2 separate regions of the Mus musculus genome follow, and region 1 is linked to region 2. The links are chromatin contacts, called in public Hi-C maps. All regions are on one chromosome and are shown on one strand. Each heading gives the region's core, a stretch centred on a gene start, on an enhancer-like site or on the middle of the called end of the contact. The rest is flanking DNA. Distances are from core to core; before and after follow the strand shown.

Region 1 (4,867 bases), core at 104-2,603, 98 kb before region 2:
GTACTTGGAGTTCTAACAAGGAAAATAAGATCATAGCATTAACAATCTGATGGCCAAAGGGAGGGCCATATGCATCTCTGTTTAGAATGTCTTCACTCTTACCAGGACAGTTACAGATAGTATTTAACTTTACTGTAAAATATAGCCATCCATGGGATCAGGTGGGGGAGGGAAGAATGGAGGGAGACAGTAGGGGAAAAGACAACTTAAATTGGGGTACATTTGAGTGGTGATGAGGAAATCTAGTAGGTGAAAATGTCCTAGAATCTATGAGGGTGACACTTGTGAGGACTCCTCGTAATGGAGAATACAGAGCCTGAGCTGGCCATCTTCTGAAACCAGGCGAGTCTTCCAGTGGTGGAACTGGGACACTAACCCAGCCACAAAATCTTTGAACTAAAACCTGTCCTGCCTGCAAGATTTGCTGGGGTAATGGTATCTCAGAGCTTGTGGGGGTGGCCAACTAATGATAGGTCAACTTGAGACCCACCAGGAGTGGAAACCCTTGTCTGACACTGTATAAATAGTGAGGAACTGGAAGCTGGATGGCCCAGAGACTTAGGATAAAACCAAACACAATTGCTCTCCTCCTCCCCAAAAGAAAAAAAGTCAATGAAATGATTCCTAATGGTATTCTACTATACTCATAGATTGGTGCACAGCCTAGTTACCAGAAAGGCTTCCTCCAGCAGCTGATGGGAACAGATGCAAAAACTCATAGTCAAACATTAGGCAGAACTCAGGAAAACTCTGAAGAAGACAGGGAGGAAGGATTGTGGGAGCAAGAGGGGCCAAGGACACCAGGAGAACATGGCCTACAGAATCAGCTAAGCAGGAGTCATAGGGGCTCACAGAGACTGAACAGGGATTTTTTTTTTTTTTTTTTTGCTTGCTCTTGGGATCCTTTCCCTATTAGTGGGTTGCCCCATCCAGCCTTTATATGAGGGTTTGTGTCTAGTCTTACTGCATCTTGTTATGTCATATTTAGTTAAGATCCCTGAGAGATCTGCCCTTTGCTGAAGAGAAATGGAAGAGAGGAGAGATGATGTTGTGGGGGAGGCCTGGGAGGCATGGAAAGAAGGGAGACTGTGGTCAGAATGTAGCATGTGAGAGGTGAAAGAATAAAAGGAAAAAAATAGGTATCCATACTGCCCTCTAAAGAAGGGAGAGTCATGTTGTAACGACAAACACCTTTTTACAGTTGCTAATAATAGAAAAAAGTAACGTTAGGAAACGGGCAGTTTTATTTAAACAGACCAAAGTGTACTAAAGATAAAGAGGTCAAACTCAAAGTCCAAACTCTGTGTACTTTCGGAAATTGCATTTATAGTCCCTTGGAACATAAGCTTTCCAGTGCATTTGTTCCCAGTGAGTCAATGGCTCTCTTCATCTTTCTGGGGATTTGGCTTTCTTGTTTTCTTTTTCTTTTTCTATGGAATCAGCACCGTGGCAGAGGGAAGCTCCCACCTGGCCCCACTCCTTTACCAATTGTTGGAAATATTTTGCAAGTAGATGTTAAAAATATTAGCAAATCTATGGGCATGGTAAGTGTGATTAGTTTTCTTTCAGTGACTTCCTTCCACCCTTCCTTCCTTCCTTCCTTCCTTCCTTCCTTCCTTCCTTCCTTCCTTCCTTCCTTCCTTCCTTCCTTCCTTCCTTCCTTCCTTCCTTCCTTCTTTCCTTCCTTCCTGCCTGCCTTCCTTCCTTTCGTTTCTTCTTCTTTTTTAAAAAAGAGAATAATTTATTTATTTTTATGTATATGAGTACACTGTAGCTGTCTTCAGACACACCAGAAGAGAGCATTATATTCCATTGCAAATGGTTGTAAGCCACCACGTGGTTGCTGGGAATTGAACTCAGCACCTCTGGAAGAACAGTCAGTGCTCTTAAGCGCTGAACCATCTCTACAGCCTCCCTCCCCTTTAGTGCTTTTTAATGAGTGAATTATACATCCTTAGTAATAATATGTAGTCCTGTACTGGATGCAGATGTTACCAGAGGCCAGGAAAGAAGCCTTAAAAGAAGTGTAGGAATACAGGTTTACAGTACAGCAACGAAAGGTATTTTAATATCAGCGGCCACTTTCATAGATCGATCAATCGATCGATAGATAGATAGATAAAGAGACTCAGGGGATTCTCTTGGATTGGCAGTCTTGAAGTTTTTTACAGGTGAAAAAACAGAGGCATGGCTTGAGGTTTTTGTACAGCAAGGTCTTATTTATCAGTGCTGAGGAAGTTTCTGGTTCTTGAGGGTAGGAGACAATGTGCGCTTGGTGCTGAGGAAACTGATTTCATTCTGTGTCCAGGAAGTTGTTAAACTGCTCAGGGGATGACCTTGGGATTCTGGATGTGGCACTTTGGTTCCCAGGAGAGGACTCCCCTTATTTAGAGTATTTTTCTTCATGGAGTGAGCTGCCTACAGAGCTTGCCTGTTCCTGGTGGTTTAAGATCATTGTTGGCGGCTTCCAGGGCAACTAAAGAGGTTTTGAAAGAGAACCCCATCTTGATGGCTTCAATATTCAAGCAGGAAAATTAGCCTCTTAGAATAAACCCTTGAATGCTTACCTAGTCTACACTCAGAATCCAATAGGAATTGAATCACACTCTAAGGTCAAGGAGACAGGAACGAACTGAAGGCAGAGATGCTAGTGTTTATCTTGTTTTAGTTACTCAGGCACCGGCAGGCCCAACTCCAGTGGATATTATGTGTGTGTGTGTGTGTCTAATATACATACATGTGCATGCATACATGTGTGTATGGATACATGTGTTTGAGTGTGGGCACATATGCACCACAATTAGCATGTGGCAGTCAGAGGACAACCTTGGGTATCTGTCCTGCTTGTCACCTTATTTGAGACAGTGCCTTTGTCAGTTACTGCTGTGTATCTCAGGCTAGCTGGCTGTGAGCTTCTAGGGATTCTCTTGTCTGTCTCCCTTCTTGTGGAGGAAACACCAGGATTGCATGCGTGTATGACTGAAAGACACAGAATCCAGGATGGGATTTGTGACAGTCAGGAGCAGCAGAGTCCATGCTCACAGTGTGTCCCAGGTTCCTTTCAGTACATCAGTTATTCTCTGATGAACTGCAGTGCATGCAGAACTGTGTTCAATTACAAAATATATTAATTTATGTATTCTCAAGTCTACATTTTTTCTAGATGATAAAATGATTTGGAGCCAAGGACATAACCAAGGTTTCAATAGTTCTGAGAGTTCTTATCAAATTTTCTGGATAATGAATCAATGACTTCTCTATCATTCATTCACATGACAGTCATCCCCTGAAATATGAAGGAATGACCAGAAATCTATCTTTTCCCTGAGACAGCCAGTCACCAGGGAACTCCCTGCCTCCACAATTCCTTCTTCCTGGGCTGGGAGCTCTGAATTAACTCATGGCTTGAGGCAAATTTTAAAATCTCTCTGAGCTTATTTTCTATTTCTCTACCATGCAATGATTTGCCACAGGGGAGTTGACTCTTCTTGCCTTCAACAGCAATGGATGGCTGCTTGGCATCAGATCCACGCTCTGTGCACACAGCTGATATAAACTCTGTAGAAGGTACAGCCTGGATAGCAGACATGTCCAACTTGCTTCATCCTCAGTACTGCCAGAACTCAGATCCATCAGTGTATGGATGACGTGGAAAAGGGGTGGCGGGAGATGATTATTAGTGTACAGTGGAGGTGACTGAGAGAAATGCCTTGTATTCTGGCAGAGAAATCTGTTGCAAATGTAGGTTTATCAGGAAAAGGTAAAAGTAGAATGCGAGCAAATGTGTATCAGCCTCTGTTGCACTGAAGAACAGTAATAATAGCAATGTTGGCAAGAGCATAATGATAATGGCTGCTTAAATGTCATTTTTTATTAAACTACTGGGTTTAAAGTCAGTGAATGGGTGAATATTAAAATGTCTCTTTGGGCCTCTCCTCCCATTGATGCCCAATAAGGCCATCCTCTACTACATATGCGGCTGGAGCCATGAGTCCCTCCATGTGTACTCTTTGGTTGGTGGTTTAGTCCCTGGGAGCTCTGGGGGAGTCTGGTTGGTTGATATTGTTGTTCTTCCTATGGGGCTGCAAACCCCTTCAGCTTTCTCTAACTCCTCCATTGGGGTTCCTGTGCTCTGTGCAATGGTTGGCTCTGTATTTGTCAGGCTCTGGCAGAGCTTCCCAGGAGATATCAGGCTCCTGTCAGCAAGCACTTTTTGGCATGCACAATAGTTTGGTGATTGTATATGGGATGGATCCCCAGGTGGGGCAGTCTCTGGATGGCCTTTCCTTCAGTCTCTGCTCCACACTTTGTCTCCGTATTTCCTCTTGTGAGTATTTTGTTCCCCCTTCTAAGAAGGAGAGGCCCTTGGTCCTGTGAAGGCTCGATGCCCCAGTGTAGGGGAATGCTAGGGCAAGGAGGTGGGAGTGTGTGGGTGGGTGAGGGAACAACCTCACAGAAGCAGGGGGAGGGGAGATGAGATAGAGGGCTTGGGGGGGGACTGAGAAAGGAGATAACATTTGAAATGTAAGTAAAGAAAATATCCAATAAAAAATGTCTCTTTGGTATGAGTGAAAATATCGCCTTCACTGATCACTCTGCTCTGTTTTCAGCTAGCAAAAAAGTATGGCCCTGTGTTTACTGTATACCTGGGCATGAAGCCCACTGTGGTGCTGCATGGATACAAAGCAATGAAGGAAGCTCTGATTGACCAGGGAGATGAGTTTTCTGATAAAACGGATTCATCGTTACTCAGTAGAACCAGCCAAGGCTTAGGTACGTCTCCTTGTTGGGGCGCATCCAGGACTGTGCAAGTGGCAATGAAGCTAAATAAGGAAGAAAACTGAGAAACTAGAAGTACTTATGAGTC
Region 2 (4,205 bases), core at 479-2,978:
TAAGAGTGACTTGCCAAATTTCTAGAAGTGAATACAGTATTTAATCAAAAGATTTCCGTGGAAGTTAATAGAGAAATCAATAGATAGGGAGATAGCAGGCCAAAGCTATCCTGGCATTGCCCCTTCTAGTTTTCCATTTGTATAGCAAGAGGTTTGGAATTTGCTTCCAAATATTCTTTCCATAATACGTTAGTCAGCACTGTCATGTCTGGTCACCTCACTACTCGGTCTTTGTTCAATCTGACCTGCAAATAATAAAGAGCAAAAGAATGTTCTCAGAGTCAAGGAATCATGACTTCACCTGCAACCAAGGGGTGCTCATTATCTTGGTTATTTCATTCAGTTTTTCCATCAAATTAAGAAAATCCCGATCTTTATAATCAAAACGATCCTGGAAAATAATTGAGCAGATGACATTGCAGGGAGCACAGCCCAGGATGAAGGTGGGATCACAGGGTGAGCCTGAAAATTTGGAAACAATTGTAAAATATCATTAAAATACACATAGAAGACACCATGCCCTTGTTATCATGTTAAGACACTTGATAAATTTTATGCTACATTTATGCTAAGGGCAATGCATGGATTGGCCATTCACTGAAACATTAACATGAGACCTATACACCTCATTAGAAAAAAATAATTCAAATAGGACAGGAACAAAATCACTCATACTGCCATACCTAGATCAGGTTCTAAACCTGCACTTACCATTGGTTTTCCTAAGTTCCTCCACAAGGCAACGTGCTTCCTCTTGAACACGGTCCTCAATGCTCCTTTTTCCCATGCCTAAATTCCGCAGAGTCGTGAGTGAGAAGCGCCTTGTGTTTTTCCATACATTTCCTTTACTAAATATAATGCCTAAAGCAATAAAAACAGACATTAGAGAGTAAATCCTGGAGTAGAAGTAGAGGATGTCTGGTGGCTGCCATAGAATCACAAACTGTGTCTCAGGAGCAGAGTTGGCCTCTGCTTTCCATCCTTTAGCTCACTATGCATACTATGCAGTACATGTATACTTACCCATTCCATTAGTAGCTTTATCAAAAACTGGGAGCCTTCCTCTTCCAGCAAACTCCTCCCCATGGTCAACCAGAGCTTCCTTCACTGCCTCATATCCATGCAACACCACAGTGGGCTTCCTGCCCAAATATAGAGTATACACAGGGCCATAAACTTTTGATAACTAGGAATCGAAAGAAATGGAAATGTTAGGAAAATTTAACTGCATTCTCAATGATTTAAAACAATTTTAGACTGGTAATAGTAGTGTGTTATAATAGAAAATAAGGATTTGAATAAGCATAACTTAAAACTATGCGATTATATTATAAAATGCAATGACATAAGTGTTCTTCAACCTGAAGCGTTGCTCATTACTAATTTCCCAACCAGGACTAGTGACAAAAGAACTACATTACAGTTTCCTACTTAATGAACATTTTAAAATAATATTGCTCCCGTGATAGAATTTTATTGAAAGCATCATGACTTATATATCCCCATGCAAAATACTGGAGAAGCATAAGGCATACTTACATTGGTGAAGGATTGGCAGATGTCCTTCACATTGATCTGAAGGATATTTCCAATAATTGGAAGAGGAGTGGGGCCAGGAGGGAGCTTCCCCCTTTCAGAGCTCTGTCTCCAGAGTGAGAGGAGAAACAGACAGGAGAGGGTGAACACCAGGACCAGGATTGGATCCATGGAGATTCTTCTTACTGACACAGTTGTGATTGGGGGCAGCCTTTTTTTGTAGTTCATCTCCAGATCAATCCATTGCACTTTGGAACATTCTTGACTAATCAAACATTGTTTAATCTCTCTTTCAACTAGACATTGCTACAATACTAAGACAAATAAGAACTTCTTTTACCTTGTTCTTTATGCGGTACCCATAAGAGATCTTACCTTAATTTCTTGAGTTGTGTATGACCAATATTGCTGATAAATAAGAACTCTATCTATCTATCTATCTATCTATCTATCTATCTATCTATCTATCTATCTATCTATCTATCTATTATCTATCTATCTATCTATCTATCTATCATCTATCTATGTATCTGGATTTTATTACAGGGTATATTTTTGTGTATCATTTCTTTTTTATTAGATATTTTCTTCATTTACATTTCAAATGCTTAGTAATTAAAAAATATAATAAATAGAATGTGGTATGGAGTTTCTTAAAAAAAAAGAAAGAAAGAAATACAGGAGAACACAGGTAAACACGTAGAAGTCCTTAAAAAGGAAATAAAAAAATCCCTTAAAGAATTACAGGAAAACTCAAACAGGTCAAGGAATTGAACAAAATCATCCAGGATGTAAAAATGGAATTAGTAACAATAAAGAAATCACAGAGAGACAATCGTGGAGATAGAAAACCTAGGAAAGCAATCAGGAGTCATAGATGAAAGCATCACCAACAGAATACAAGAGATAGAGGAAAGAATCTCAAGTGCAGAAGATACTAAAGAAAACATTGACACAGCAGTCAAAGATGTTATCACATTCCTGAGGCAGTTCTGTCAATTTTCACTCTTTTACTCTTTTATGTGTGATCGACTTTCTTTTTTAAGAACGATTATTTCCATTTGAGAATGAGAAACTGGGATTTATAAATTCACAACCTTGATGAACCCAGAGACAAAGTGGTACAGAAGGACTTAAGCCTCCCCTGTTTTCCCTGCACAGAAACATTCCAGTTGCTTGTATCCACCATATTTAGTGACTTTGCCCTATGCTTCAAAAGTGACTTTAATCAATATCAAACAAAATAAACAAAGATCTGGTAAATAAGGTTATCCCTGTTTTTATTGCATGGAGTTCAGAAAAGTTTGGTTTTATAACTTGTTGAACTTTGTGATGCGGGCTCTTGGCAGTTTACAACACAGTAAGCAGTAACTTGTGGTTATGCACATTGCCCCATATTCCCCCAAATTCACACACCTTATTTTGGATAAGTAAGTTCTATATATTTATTTAACAGCAGCATCATTTTACACATGGAAAAATGGTTATTTATTCTCAGTTTATCCTTTTTTTTCTGTTGGCTGATCCATTCTTATAATGCAGGAAATAAATCCCTTAGAGAGAGGTGATCCTTCCCAATGTGCCTTTGTTAATTCCTTGAATTTCATACATCACATTTTGAATTCACTCATCTCTGCTTTAACTTCTCATGGATCTGTCCTTTATCCCAGAACCACCAACTTAGCATTCTCATTTTTTTTTAAACCCATCATGTCCAGTATATACTTTTGGGTATGTGGTGTTTTTCTTAATAGGCAACACACATTTTTTTTTTTTTTAGTATTCATTTGTTTTGTTTAATTAAATTTTTTTTTATTTCTAGACATGGTGACTTACATCTTTAATCCAAGCATCTGAGATTCAGAGGCAGGTGGATCACTGTGAGTTCAAGGTAGTCCTGGTCTATACAATGTGTAGGCAGGTCAGGACTTCACAGAGAGATCCTGCCTTAAAACAAAAGTTAAAAAAAATTAATTCTTTGAGAATTTCATACATCATGCTTTGGTTATTTTTATCCAATTTTATTAGGTATTTACTTCATTTACATTTCAAATGCTATTCAGAAAGTTCCCTATACCCTCTCCCCACACCCCCACTCTCCTACTCATCCACAGGAACACACTTTTAATGAAAACCTAATATTCTATTTCTGGAAGCTTCCAATTACTAGTAGATTCTCAGCTATTGTTGAGACAGTAGGATCACCCCCAACCAACACATACTTGCTGGAATGTTTTCTGGCTTGAATGTCTAGATGTCTTGTATTTGTTGTCACAACTGTTTGAGTTCATATATGCTGTTCTCCACCTGTTTTACTTCTGGATCTTATAATCTTCGTGTGTGTGTGTGTGTGTGTGTGTGTGTGTGTGTGTGTGTGTGTGTGTGTGTGTGTGGTTCTTCTACTCTCAGCAGTGTTCTTTCACGCACTTGTGAACAGCCATGAATCCACACAATGAATCTACTGTGAAGATTGGCTAGCTATGCATCAAGGAGATGCATTAATGTTCTTCCTGCATATCTGTGGGATGATGCCAGACCCTCTGGAGTTATAGACAGTTGTGAGCTGCTATATGGTTGTTGGGGATTGAACTTGGGTTCTCTGGAAGATCAGCCAGTGCTCTTAACTACTGAGCCACAGCTCCAGAACTCTGTGTTTTGATTCATTTACT

What was found. Hi-C and Micro-C count contacts between places; a contact is called where the count stands out from the background.
Region 1: a Hi-C map of liver shows a contact between it and region 2, with 3 times the contacts expected there. The contact joins the promoter of Cyp2c70 here to the promoter of Cyp2c50 in region 2. A contact is called at or near these places in 5 of 39 promoter capture datasets (the 3T3-L1 cell line, cranial neural crest, embryonic stem cells and 2 more), 2 of 484 Hi-C or Micro-C datasets (liver and nephron progenitors) and 3 of 9 other capture datasets (adipose tissue, embryonic stem cells and liver).

What each region holds. Positions count from the first base shown.
Region 1 is chr19:40,183,772-40,188,638 of GRCm38.p6, reverse strand. It overlaps Cyp2c70 (cytochrome P450, family 2, subfamily c, polypeptide 70), which reads left to right and starts at 1,353. Exons shown (of 9, transcript NM_145499.2): 1 at 1,353-1,544; 2 at 4,611-4,773. The coding sequence starts at 1,377.
Region 2 is chr19:40,087,202-40,091,406 of GRCm38.p6, reverse strand. It overlaps Cyp2c50 (cytochrome P450, family 2, subfamily c, polypeptide 50), which reads right to left and starts at 1,728. Exons shown (of 9, transcript NM_134144.2): 1 at 1,540-1,728; 2 at 1,024-1,186; 3 at 712-861; 4 at 302-462. The coding sequence starts at 1,707.